Linked DNA regions of Zea mays: region 2 is linked to region 1. A link is a contact called in public Hi-C data. All regions are on one chromosome and are shown on one strand. Each heading gives the region's core, a stretch centred on a gene start, on an enhancer-like site or on the middle of the called end of the contact. The rest is flanking DNA. Distances are from core to core; before and after follow the strand shown. Region 1 holds the start of LOC103649959 (probable serine/threonine-protein kinase PBL7). Region 2 holds the start of LOC100273961.

Region 1 (7,093 bases), core at 3,347-5,846:
ATAATCACAACTACAAGCCGGGTTAGCGTTAGAAATATAATCGAGTCCGCGAGAGAGGGTGCAAAACAAATCGCAAGTGAATAAGGAGTGAGACATGTGGATTTGTTTTACCGAGGTTCGGTTCTCGCAAACCTACTCCCCGTTGAGGTGGTCACAAAGACCGGGTCTCTTTCAACCCTTTCCCTCTCTCAAACGATCCCTCGGACCGAGTGAGCTTTTCTTCTCAATCACTTGGAACACAAAGTTCCCACAAGGACCACCACAAGATTGGTGTCTCTTGCCTCAATTACAAGTGAGTTTGATCGCAATAAAGAATCAAAGAAAGAAGAAAGCAATCCAAGCGCAAGAGCTCGAAAGAACACAAGCAAATCTCTCTCACTAATCACTAAGGCGTTATGTGGAATTTGGAGAGGATTTGATCACTTGGGTGTGTCTAGAATTGAATGCTAGAGCTCTTGTAAGTGGTTGAAGTAGGAAAACTTGGATGACTTGAATGTGGGGTGGTTGGGGGTATTTATAGCCCCAACCACCAAACTAGCCGTTTGGTGGGGTTGTCTGTCGCATGGTGCACCAGACAGTCCGGTGCACACCGGACATGTCCGGTGCGCCAGCCACGTCACCAAGGCCGTTGGGTTCCGACCGTTGGAGCTCTGTCTTCTGGGCCCGCCTGGATGTCCGGTGGCACACCGGACATGTACTTTAGATTGTCCGGTGCGCCACTTCGCGCGTGCCTGACTTCTGCGCGCTCTGGCGCGCATTTAATGCTGTAGCAGGTGACCGTTGGCGCCGAATAGCCGTTGCTCCGCTGACTCACCGGACAGTCCGGTGCACACCGGACATGTCCGGTGAATTATAGCGGAGCGAATTCCCGAAGCTGGCGAGTTCCTGAGGCGTTCTTCCTTGGAGCACCGGACACAGTCCGGTGTACACCGGACAGTCCGGTGAATTATAGCGGAGCGCCTCTGAATTTTCCCGAAGGTGAAGAGTTTGGCTTGAAGTCCCCTGGTGCACCAGACACTGTCCGGTGGCACACCGGACAGTCCGGTGCGCCAGACCAGGGCTGCCTTCGGTTATCCCTTGCTCTCTTTGTTGAACCCAATTCTTGGTCTTTTTATTGGCTAAGTGTGAACCTTTGGCACCTGTATAACTTATACACTGGAGCAAAACTAGTTAGTCCAATTATTTGTGTTGGGCAATTCAACCACCAAAATCATTTAGGGCTTGTTCGCTTTTGTGTTAATCCATGTGGATTGGGTGGGATTGAGTCGGATTAAATCCATAGTAAGTCAAAATCCATCTCAATCCCACTCAATACACTCTAATCCACATGGAATGTCAATAACCGAACAAGGCCTTAGGAAATAGGTGTAAGCCTAATTCCCTTACAGAGCCATGTGAGAGTGGTTGATAACTCTGGTGCGTTGTATTCGTGATCCTATTTTTATGGTAGATCAAAAAATTATGTGAGTCGAATGTATGCAGTTTTTATTTTTATTCAGATTCAAAAATTATGGCAGATCGCCGTTTCATTGCATGCGCAGATTTTAGATGATATTTTCGTTTCCACTGCACGCATGCAAAAACATAGGATGACATGATTCACGCAGAGCATAAATTCTTATATAAAGGCGCATAAATACATACACGGTGTAGTATAATTGATAAAAAAACCTAATATCAGTTCAACTAACAGCCCCCACGGGAATTAGGGACATTTTTATAACAGATGTAAAAATTGTATTTATCGTCGTAAAAATCATCACTGAAATGCATAAATAGTGTAAATAGAAGACATGAAACGTAATCATCGATGACATAAACATGGATCGGATAGTTCGTCGCTGGAGGACGATCCTGAGGCCGCTAGATCAAAGGCTGCCGCCGAAGCCACTGGATCGAAGGAGTTGGTCATCGAAGTATGCCGGATCCACCCACGCCTCGCATGGCCGCCATCGCCGAAGACAACCGCACCTCGCGCGACCGCCGGAGCAACCCGCGTCTCCCGTGGACACCACTGCCGCTGTCGAAGCCTATTGTGCAACCGCCGTCGCTGCTCGTCCGCTTCAGGAGCGCCATCGCAGCTTGCCTGCCTGCCTTATGAGCGTCGCTATCGCTCCATCATAGGGGAGCGTCGCCGCCAGTCGCCCACCTCGGGGCGGCACTGCCGTTGGCCATTAGGATCGCCGCCTCTCGCACGACCGAGGGAACCGCTGCTGCCGATAAAATCTAATCCCTTGCGACATGAGGATGTTTTTATAGCCCCCGAACCTGGTGTGGCTGAACCAAATGACACTATTAGGCTAAAGCTTCCTCTAGTTATTGAAAGCTCAGGATTTATAATGTATAGTTAGTGTCGAAGAAAAAATAGCCCGCAATAAAAAAAAGACACATGTACCTCCTTTTCTGATTCTCTGATTAAACACGAGTAAATGACCGTAAACTCGGCATTTATTGCATTGTATACCTATACATAATATATATTTTTTAGAATAGCATGCATTCTGTGTTTGGGACAACACACGAGTGCTAGAATTGTGTTGTTTCAGGAACAGAGAAAAGTGTGGACCTATCTAGTTCAGTTGTGAGCTGTAAAATGGCTAATACGGGAAAGCTGGTGTTTATATATATATATATATCTATTTATTGATGATTCTATATGTTTACCCGTTTGGTTAGTGTTTTTTAGTAGTAGAAGTATTTGTCTACAACCTGAGCTAAACACAAAGGCTGGGCGTGCAGCACCACGGCACTTTATTTGGTAGCAGCTGAAGTTCATGGGCCGGGTCCCAAACACTAGGATTTGGTCAAAATTCAGGTAGCCCAACCTCTGTTCGCTGGCCCATCCAGCAGCCGCGCCCTTTTCTGGCCCCGCTTACTAATACGGCACACGACTGGAGAACCTGGTGTGACACGTTTATATTGTGCAATATATATAATAACGTAAACCAACCATCCAAATTAAGAAAAGGCAGCTGGGGGTACGATAGGGCTTGGAAAAAAACCTCGAGCTCGACGAGCTGGCTCGGACTCGCAGCAGCTCGGCTCGGTTCGGACCGGCTCAACACTAAGAATGAGCCCGAGCCCTAGCGCCGTACGATGTCTCACTATCGTGTGCCACCGCCAGTCACTGACCGGCCCCGTGTAGCCAGCCATTCACGTGCGAAAACAACAATACAACTGCAACCGATCTTGCGTCTTGCCGACTGTCCGAACTCCGAACGATACAGTGCGAAATGGGTGCGTTGCTCTTGTCCAGTATGGCACTGTGCGTCCACTTCCACCCCAGGCAGGCAGGCAGCCGGGCGTCGCGGGCGCCGGACAGGTGGGTGGGTGGCGTCGCGCGAAGGCCACCGGGACACGCTGCTTGCTCTGAAAAGCCGACGAGCAGACAACGGGCCCCGGGACCCGGGACATACTAGAAGAAGGCGGCCGGGATCTGCCGACCCCACCACGGTTCACACAGTCCACACCCTTCGCCGCGCGGCGCCTGCCCGGGCCCCCCGAATGGCCGTCCTTTTCGCGCCGTGCACGCGGACAACAGTGGCACCGGAGGTCGCCTTCACGGTGCGGCCGCGCACCTGGGTGTCCTCCGGATGCAGCAGGTTGGTTGTCGTCGTTCAATAACAATCGAGGGCTTGTTCGGTTATTTTCAATCCATATGGATTGAAGGGGATTGATACGGATTGAAGGGGATTTTGACTTAATAGGGATTGAATCCCCCTCAATCCCTCTCAATCCATATGGATTGGGGTAGAACCGAACATAGTTGGGCCCGTCTGCACGAGGGTGAGGGTGGAACGGGGGTTAGGCTGGAAAGCACGCCTAACAATAATGGATATACGTATTTATTAGTAGAATCATGGCGCTCTAAACCCGCTCCTGCTCCATGTCTTAATCGGTGGATAAGGATAAGCTTAACCGTAATGCACGTAGCACTGTAGCGACCCGTCACCCGTTCTTGACTTGTCAACTACATGCCCCATCCTTTCTGGGAGTGCTGTCTTTTTTTTACTGTAAAGAACGGTCTATGTGAGCGATAACAACAGCAACCTTTTGTGATCCGTGTAAGAAAAATATAATCACACATTTCCCCCCTTTATTGTCCAACCAAAAGCTATCCTTTCTTTTAGATAAAATACCCATTTTGCCCTGCCGCACTAGGTGCTATGGTAGTGATGGAGATGGGCCAAACCTTTTGAACAAAGTAAAAACCTAACGGAAAAAAATGATCCGTTCGTCCTAGTTGTTTTCTAACTGACCAGCAGTCAATATTTACCACACTGGTGACTAATAATAAGATGAGTTTTTTTAACTTGATTTTCAAAGCGAGTACCAAAAACGACCCGGCCTGCTCGCTCGTGTTTCTCTAGATGTACGTGTTGTTCTATGGACTTTTGCAGTGCAGAGTGAAAATCCGCACTTGATTCACAAAGTCTTTATTTTAAAAAAAATTGTATTTTAGTTTCCTGAAACAGTACAGGGAATAGTGTTTTGGACGAACGCATTTGGCTCGAAATTGGAACAAGAGTCCTTCGTGTACCTACTTTTTATAGGTTGACCCCAAATAAACAACTCCATACATAACTATACCTTCACAATTCGTCAAGCAAAACTATACTAAACCCCTTCAATTAGCAATTAATCTTTCCTGCCACTAGTGAGTCTCCGACGTCCCATCGATGCTGACTTTTCCGCCTTCCCTCGGCGCCGTTTTCCGTCCTCCGCTTTCCGTCGGTTTTTTTTAACATGTTTTCAAATCTTTTAGGCCGCACGCTGCTATCCTCATCAGTCTTCTCCGCTTTTCCCCCCATCTCCTTCTGGGCGCACCAGGAAAAAAATTGATACATTCCTCGGCAGCTGCGCGAGTCCTCTGTTGATACCCCCGGCGACCCAAAGCCCCCGTCCGAGCAGCAGCAGCAGCAGCCTAACAGGATTGGGGATTTTTTTTTGCTTCGTGTTCTCCTTCTCCTGCTGTAGGCGTTGATTCGGGTGATGAGAGATGGGCTTCTTGGCGTGCTTGTGCCGATGCCCTCAGGACGGGGACGACGACGAGAAGGAGGGGGAGCAGTTCAGAATCAACCACCAGGTCGCCTCAGGTGACGGGCGATGCTCATGCTTCAAAAAAAATTCTTTCTTTCTTGCGTTATGTTTCCTGCTTTTGCCTTCGTTAGTTGTAGCAAGCATACTTCGTCAGTTCGTCTGGCTAGGAAATTCTCGTTTCTTGGTGCTTCGTTCTGATACTAGCTTGTTCGCGGTATGTGTGGCCCTGATACTATACTCCGGTACCATGCTTCCTGTGAAGCTGAACTCGCGCTTGCTGTCAGAGGGACGTTTAATTCTACAAAATGAAAATAAAACCAAGTCTACTGATTCGTGAACTTGGTAGCGTAACCGGTTTTTAGTTGTTTATTTACGCGAGTGAAGAATTGTACTCATACTCAGCCATCATGAACTTTTTTTTTTATTCTGAATAGCATGGTCAACCTTTTCTTTATCACACGGCACCCAGCCTCGCGGACGAATTCCTTTAGCAACCAAGGCTGTTAGATTTAATCTTGCCATTGTGTAGCTAGAAACAATAGGCTGTGGCTGATCAAGTGCGTAGCAGCAAAACGTGTGAGACTAGTACGCTGTTGTTGCCTTGAGCGGTTACATACTCATGGTCATGGTGTGTGAGACTGTCACTGAGAATATGGACCGAGACTTTTTGGGCCAGCACGAGCACATGAGTCAGGCTTGGATCTACATAACCTATTAAAGTTAATATTGTTTAATTTCTTTAATTTAGTAATTTATAGACTTTATATCGTTGTAATATTTGAACTTTATGTGGTCAAATGACGTTAGCATTGTTTAATATCGTTAATTTAGTAAGCTATAGACTTTATGTGGTTGTAATATTTGAATTTTATGTGATTCAAATATATACTTAGGCTTAGGTCGGCACGGTCCAACGTAGGCATGACGTGCTTTAGGGCTATGCTGATCCACTATTTCTACTATTTAGGCTTGCATGGTATAATCAAAAAAAATTTAGGCCTTCTTAACTTGAGCCCGTTAGGCCTAAAACACGATGGCCTTTGGTCCGGCTTAGCTCAATTCCCAGCACTAGAGACCATGCCGTGTCAAGTGCATACACGTGTGGAGTGCACACAAGATAGACATGATCAGGAGAGTAGTAGCTGCATGCAGCCATTAGTCTCTTTCCTTGTGATTGGTATGCTGCACATATTCGTCCGGACTGAGCGCGTGCATTGACTAAAAAGCAGCCGCTGTTTGATTAACTGTATAGAGTCAGACTGAGCCTACACCCGCAAATGCAGCATAGGTAAAAAATATATCCCTTTACTGTATGTGTGCATACGCTCCGGCGTTCAGGTTCTGGTGGGCCACGCTCGCTAGAGCCAGGCGCTGCTCGTCCGTCCATCCAATCAGCCGGTTTAAGTCTTTATTGGTGTGTGCATGATCATTAGTAGTGGCGTGAGTTTAGCATCATGGATGAGTGCTGGCCGAGTGACTTGGCTGGCCCTTATCCCTTTGCATGTATCTTTGAGTTTATACAATGAATAGAAAACCGCGTGAGGCCATGGCAGGCGTGGACCAAAAAATCCTTGTTAGCTTGTGCAGTTCTGTTCTCGCGTGTCCGTCTGCAAGAAGAGCCTCCGTGAGAGAGATTGTGAGATAGTTGAGTGATGCAATTCCAACCACATAGCGAGGAGTGGTTCCAACAAAGGTCTCGACTTCTCGATATTGCAGATCTCTTATGTCTTTTTTTATGTGTGAATGGAATTCTATTCTGAACTATGCATTTAGGCATGCACACTACCCTCCGTTATTTCAATTTTGCTAGTGGCTTCAATAAAATGCTAGCGAACAACAGAGTGCAAAAACTCTTATGTGTCTACCATTATTTCTTATCTCATAAGACGAGACAAGAAAATCAGTACAAAGGAAACCAAGAGTCCTGAAGAAAATAAATGCTTGAAAACAGTATTGGGTGTTCTTGTTTGATTTTCTTTCCAGCTGTATTCTTATTCATTAATACTCAATTGTATCTTTTGGTTTTCAATGGGCCATTGACAGTGGACTACCC
Region 2 (7,093 bases), core at 1,225-3,724, 300 kb after region 1:
AGGAGGAAGAAGGATAAGATCGTTGAGTAGTAGTGTCACCTTGGCAGGTGATCAAGTTTCCCTTGAATTATCAATCAGTGGCTCGAGCAGCTGTGCTGGAAGTTCACGTTCAGGTTTCTTTATGAATTTCCGGTTCTCATTTTATCCATGCAGAATTTTTTGCTGGAGTGCCCGGTGTTGTTTGACCTGGGAGCAACCTGTTGCGTGGTGCTGAAATACCGCTATGTATCGTTCTGTTTTTGGTATGTGAAAGGTTATCTTTGTTGCGCTGTTCCTGTTGGTGTGCTAAGCTGAGCTGATATAGGGGGTGTTTGGTTTGCCACTGCTAAAATTTAGCCCCTATCACATCGAATGTTTGAACCTCCGTTCGGGATATTAAATGTAGTCGGATTATAAAACTAATTTTTCAGCCGAAGATTAAAAAGTGAGACGAATCTAGTACAGTTGGTAGGATCTATATTTCATACTCCTATTTGAAAGTCAAACGCTTGATGTGACCCAGGCTAAACTTTAGTCCACAGAACCATTTAGTCCACAGAACCAAACACCCCCATAGTGTTATCGCTGCTTGCTTCACAACAGTTACAGTAGTGCACTTTATAGTACTTACAAGTACGGCATGTCATTGTCGACACCTAATGCTTTCAACGAAGGGTATATGTTGAGGGATCAATGGTGCCCGTTTATTCTTCCAAAAGTTCGTGGTAGAACCTTGTGTGCACAGGATTCTGGCTGCGATCTTCGCTCGACTGGCACACGGTGAGCTGAGCCTCTGGGGACGCCTTTTGTATCGCCGACACCCAGCCTTGGATGACGCGCTCGTCTCCCGGAGCTCCTCCCTCTTCTCCTACAGTGACAAGCACCAGCTGCTCCAGGGCAGGGGTCCTCTTCAGGAGGAAGGCGAGCAGCTGCAGCTCGAACCTCGTCCCTCTGAAATTCACCAGCTTGATGTAGCTCAGCTGGTCAAGGACGAAGTCGTCGTCGTAGCAGTAAAACATCATTTTTGAGTCGTCTACGACTTCGCCGGGCAGTGCCGTCGTCGCCTCGGCAGTGTGGCTGGGCAGCTGCGGGTTTCAGAAAGTAAAATGTCCGGTGACCGCGTTGCACGTGGAAAACTGGAGGATAGGCGAAACGGAGAGAGCCTTACGCTGACAAACAAGCGGCCCAGGAGTGGAAGCGGGTAAAGCTCGAAGAAACTGGAGAAGCTATGGAGGCCTTCGTCGTCTTCACCTAGGGAGGACATCAGCAGCTGCAGCTCTTGTACGCTCGTCATATCAATTTCCACGAGCGGATCATAACTAAGCTGTGCCCACAGATGCTGATCCGCGAGTAAAACTAGTGGTTACTAAATTTCACGGATGGCATTTTCCCTGATTCAAATGACGGGTTCTTTCTGCTACATACCAGCAAGCCGACGGAACAGAGCGTCAAAACCCGGGCATGAGCGACGCAGCTCAAGAAGTTGGAGTAGGCGTACTCGCGCTCATCGTACGCGTTCTTGGCGTCGTCGAAGCCGATGTGAGAAAGGTACGCGTCCCGCAGAGCCGGCGTGGATCCCAGGTCGACGGCAGAAGACAAGTCGTCGTCGTCGTCGTCGCTCGTCGAGTAGACGTTGTCGCCGTGGAAGGCGAACGACTCGAGCGAGGGCGCGTTGACCCGGAGCTCCCGCACGCCCAAGCAGCGCACGATCTCCAGGGACCGCAGCGTCTCGCCGTCGATCCTAACCGATCTGAGGAGGTTGCAGCCCTGGAGACTGAGGACCTCCAGCGCCCGGCAGCTGGACACGATGTCCCGGACCGCCTCGTCTGTGACGTCGGCGTGGCTGAGGGAGAGCGAGCGGAGACCCTCCGCTAGGCCGGCCGGGACAGCGCGGAGCCTGAACCCGCCCAGCGCGAGGCGCGCCAGCGAGTTCGTGGCCACGAACAGGTCGCCAGGCAGCTCCACGAACGCCGCACTTTCGTCACCGGCGTCCGCTTTTGCCGCCAACGGCGGCGGCGGCGGCCTCAGGTCCACCTCCACCTCCCTGGCGCCTCTCGCCACGGCGGACACGACCCACCCGACGACGTCTCGCTCGAACGCGCCGGTGCTGCCCGGCGCCGGCGCCGGCGCCGTAACCGCCAGGCGGAACACGTCGAGCGGCGCGCCGTACTCGGCGTGGAGCTGGAGGCAGCGGCTCACCGTGGCCGCGGCCCGCGCCGGGGCCTGGCCGCGTGCGAAGTCGCGGTCGGTGAAATCGAGCACCCTGGAGGAGGCGAGCGCGCGGAGCCACGTGCGCGCCCAGCGCCGCGAGAGGGCGCTGGTGCGCGCGGCGTGCTTGAGTGGGATACCGCGGAGGATGGAGTGGAGGATGTCGTCGGGGAGCCTGCTCAGCCGGTCCTCCCTCTGCTCCTGTACCTCCATGTCTCCACGCTTGATCCGGTGGTGCGCTTGCATCTCCATGTCAAGCGGGGTGCGTGCGATGCGAGTGCGGCATCGCTTTGGTTCTGACATGTTGAGTGCTCTGCTTTCGCCACACCTTTTATACTACTCGGTAGTGTGCATCGCAAGACTGGGCAAAAGACAGAGCAGAGTGTCGTTGACTCGTTGGCGCCTGCTTCCAATACAAGGAGGCGCGCTACGGAACCGGTCAAACACAATCAATCGTTTTGGTCAATGTACTACCAGTCACTTCTACAAATAATACCAGAAAGGACAATCATATTTGCCTAGACGGGAAGAAAAAACAAAAAAAAAAATTACAGCCTTTTCACCAACAATAAATCAGAATATTTTGAAGTGTATGATTTGCATCAATAGATTTGTGTTTAAAGTGATGTTAAGATTACATTGTTTTTTTTGGCAATTGGTATAAGAGAAAATAAGGGTTCGATATTTTGTATGACTTCTTCTTGATCAAAAGCCCTTATCATTTCTATATGGAGAGTTGTCGCTGTGTCTAGCTAATATAACACCCGAATTAGCCAAATTTTATCTTGTGAACTATTTATAAGTCTAAGTCTACCATGCATCCAATTTGAACTATTCTTGGTATACTAGCAAATAAGATTAGTCCAAATGATCATGTTGTTTATCAAATACCAAAATACAAACCTAATGACACATAGGGTTCACTTCTCTTACACAACACAAGGATCAAGTGCTCTCTATGGGTTGGGCCATAGTGAATCACCCATAGATGTTTACAACTTGAATTGGGCCACCCATAATCTCCATTGGGTGATCACCAAACTCTCAATCACCACCATACCAATCATTAAGAGTAATAAGCATAAACTCTCACATAACCTAGACAAGGCTAATGAAAATAGTGGATACACACTTGACACTCTCAATGTAGTAATGAGGTCACTAATCCCTAAAAGAATCTCAATTACCTCACAAGGAAAAGGTTATCCCTTTCACTCCAATAGGTTTATTTTGCTGAAAAATGGGCAAGAGACCTCAAAAGGATGAGATGGAGGGGGTATATATAGCTCTAAGGCAAGGAACTAGCCATTGTCCCTCCATTCAACTTTCACGGGTGCACCAGACATGTTCGGTGCACACCTATCTCTTACACTAGACACGTCTAGTGCATGCTTCAATGGCTAGCTTCATAAACTAGCCATTATTGTACTAGTATCTAGTGTTGTGACCGATGCCTCACTGAACATGTCCGGTAAGTATAACGCTTGAGGTGCACAATTCCAGACCACTCTAAGTGCCTTATTGGTGCTATATCTGATGCCTCATGAGACATGGACAATGACTACTTAGTCTCTCACACTCATCCATAACCCTCTTTGGGTGCCCAGTTTGGTACCATATCTAGTGCCTCATCGGACATGTCCGGTGAGTGTACAACCTATTACAGTCGTTTGCAATGCTATCTAGGTGCCTATTCAATGCACATTGGACATACCGATGCTCTCTCTAATCTAAACAAGTTTTCAAAGTACTTGATTTGAATGAACTTGTGACATTAATAACAAGGTTGTTAGTTCAAGTTCATACAAACAAAGTCCACAACATGTACTTTAGAAGTGAAAGATTAAGCACGAGTACATGATTAAGGGCCTGTTTGTTTACCCCTCAGATTATATAATCTGGATTAAATAATCCTAAGAGGCAAACAAACAGTCCAGCTTATTTGCCGAGATTATATAATCTAACCCCTTGGATTATGATAATCCATAAGCAAGTGAGGAGGTGCTTATTTCAGATTATTTTTTTCCCACTTCCCCACTACCCTTTCAAGTTTTATAAAAATTACCCACCATTGCCATTATAACCAATCATTGGCATTATTGTCTTCCTCATACAAAAGAATCCTATTAACAACTCAAATAATCTGGATAAACAAACGGGACTACTCAGATTATATAATCCAGATTATATAATCCAGATTATATAATACTCCAAAAATAATCTAGATTATATAATCCATGGGGTTAAACAAACAGGCCCTAAATAAGCTCATTTGCATGAAATTTAAATGGAAGAGCATAAACAACAAAAGGTGACATGATATTTGATAGTCGCCTAGAGGGGGGGTGAATAGGGCGAAACTGAAATTTACAAATATAAACACAACTACAAGCCGGGGTTAGCGTTAGGAATAATAAATGAGTCCGCGAGAGAGGGGGCAAAACAAATCGCAAGCAAATAAGGAGAGTGACACGCGGATTTGTTTTACCGAGGTTCGGTTCTTGCAAACCTACTCCCCGTTGAGGAGGCCACAAAGGCCGGGTCTCTTTCAACCCTTCCCTCTCTCAAACGGTCCCTCGGACCGAGTGAGCTTTCCTTCTTCTCAATCAACCGGGAACAAAACTTCCCCGCAAGGGCCACCACACAATCGGTGCCTCTTGCCTCGGTTACAATTGAGTGTTGGTCACAAGAGCAAAAGAGAAAGAAAGAATGCGATCCAAGCGCAAGAGCTCAAATGAACACGGCAAATCACTCTCACTAGTCACTTAGGGTTTGTGTGGAATTGGAGAGGATTTGATCTCTTTGGGTGTGTCTAGAATTGAATGCCTAGCTCTTGTAAGTGGTTGAGAAGTGGAAAACTTGGATTGCAATGAATGTGGGGTGGTTGGGGTATTTATAGCCCCAACCATCAAACTTGACCGTTGGCTGGAGGCTTCTGTTCGATGGCGCACCGGACAGTCCGGTGCACACCGGACAGTCCGGTGCCCCTGCCACGTCATCACTGCCGTTGGATTCTAGCCGTTGGAGCTTCTGACTTGTGGGCCCGCCTGGGTGTCCGGTGCACACCGGACATGCACTGTTTGATGTCCGGTGCACCGGTATGGGCAGCCCTGACGTCTGAGCGCGCTGCGCGCGCATTTAATGCTGCGCAGAGAGCCGTTGGCGCCGCAGAGAGCCGTTGCTCCGCTGTCACACCGGACAGTCCGGTGCACACCGGACAGTCCGGTGAATTTTAGCGGAGCGGCTGCCGCGCGAACCCGAGGCTGGCGAGTTCAGGAGGCCGAGCTTCCTTGGAGCACCGGACATGTCCGGTGCACACCGGACAGTCCGGTGAATTATAGCGTGCCGGCTTCCGAGAATTCCCGAGAGTGAAGAGTTGGAGTCTGAGTCCCCTGGTGCACCGGACAGGTACTGTTTACTGTCCGGTGGCACACCGGACAGTCCGGTGCGCCAGACCAGGGGTGCCCTCGGTTGCCCCTTTGCTCCTTTATTGAATCCAACACTTGGTCTTTTTATTGGCTAGATGTGAACCTTTTGCACCTGTATAACTTATACACTAGAGCAAACTAGTCAGTCCAATATTTGTGTTGGGCAATTCAACCACCAAAATTATTTAGGAACTAGGTGTAAGCCTAATTCCCTTTCAATCTCCCCCTTTTTGGTGATTGATGCCAACACAAACCAAAGCAAATATAGAAGTGCATAATTGAACTAGTTTACATAATGTAAGTGCAAAGGTTACTTGGAGTTGAGCCAATATAACTACTTACAAGATATGCAAGGAATGTTTCTTTCTTATATAACATTTTGGACCACGTTTGCACCACGAGTTTTGTTTTTGCAAATTTTTTTTTTAATCCATTTCAAAGATCTTTTGCAAATAGTCAAAGGTACATGAATAAGAGTTTGCAAAGCATTTTCAAGATTTGAAATTGTCTCCCCCTATTTCAAATGCTTTTCCTTTGACTAAACAAAACTCCCCCTAAAAGAGATCCACCTCTTAGTGTTCAAGAGGGTTTTGATATACCATTTTTGAAATACTACTTTCTCCCCCTTTTGAACACAATAGGATACCAAATGATAAAGACTTTTGGAAAGCACTAAGTTTTGAATTTGGTGGTGGTGGTGCGGTCCTTTTGCTTTGGGCTCATTTCTCCCCCTTTTTGGCATGAATCGCCAAAAACGGAATCATTAGAGCCCTCTAAGTAATTTCTTCCCCCTTTGGTCATAAGAAAATGAGTTAAGATTATACCAAAGACGAGGTCCGGTCCTTTTGCTTTTGAGCTTTTACTCTCTCCCTCAAGGATGAAGTCCTTTTCCTTGATGCTCATTTCTCCCCCAAAGAAGAGAGAGTTGCTCGGAGTGATGGCGAAGTATGAGTTACGGAGTGGAAGCCTTTTTCTTCGCCGAAGACTCCAATTCCCTTTCAATATACCTATGACTTGGTTTGAAATAGACTTGAAAACACATTAGTCATAGCATATAAAAGAGATATGATCAAAGGTATTTAAATGAGCTATGTGTGCAAGCTAGCAAAAGAAATTTCTAGAATCAAGAATATTGAGCTCATGCCTAAGTCTGGTAAAAGATTGTTCATCAAGTGGCTTGGTAAAGATATCGGCTAATTGATCTTTAGTATTAATGTAAGAAATCTCGATATCCCCCTTTTGTTGGTGATCCCTAAGAAAATGATACCGAATGGCTATGTGCTTAGTGCGGCTATGCTCGACGGGATTGTCGGCCATTTTGATTGCACTCTCATTATCACATAGCAAAGGGACTTTGGTTAATTTGTAACCGTAGTCCCGCAGGGTTTGCCTCATCCAAAGCAATTGCGCGCAACAATGACCTGCGGCAATGTATTCGGCTTCGGCGGTGGAAAGAGCGACCGAATTTTGCTTCTTTG

What was found. Hi-C and Micro-C count contacts between places; a contact is called where the count stands out from the background.
Region 2: a contact with region 1 is called in a Hi-C map of ear, with 2.9 times the contacts expected there. The contact joins the promoter of LOC100273961 here to the promoter of LOC103649959 in region 1. A contact is called at or near these places in 3 of 25 Hi-C or Micro-C datasets (ear, leaf and tassel).

The regions. Positions count from the first base shown.
Region 1 is chr3:37,286,654-37,293,746 of Zm-B73-REFERENCE-NAM-5.0, forward strand. LOC103649959 (probable serine/threonine-protein kinase PBL7) reads left to right here and starts at 4,597. Exons shown (of 5, transcript XM_008675652.4): 1 at 4,597-5,096; 2 at 7,084-7,093. The coding sequence starts at 5,000.
Region 2 is chr3:37,588,714-37,595,806 of Zm-B73-REFERENCE-NAM-5.0, forward strand. LOC100273961 reads right to left here and starts at 2,475. Exons shown (of 3, transcript NM_001148348.1): 1 at 1,405-2,475; 2 at 1,148-1,318; 3 at 530-1,064. The coding sequence starts at 2,439. The coding sequence ends at 684. LOC100277277 (Mediator-associated protein 2) reads left to right here. Exons shown (of 6, transcript NM_001407190.1): 6 at 1-269. The coding sequence ends at 30.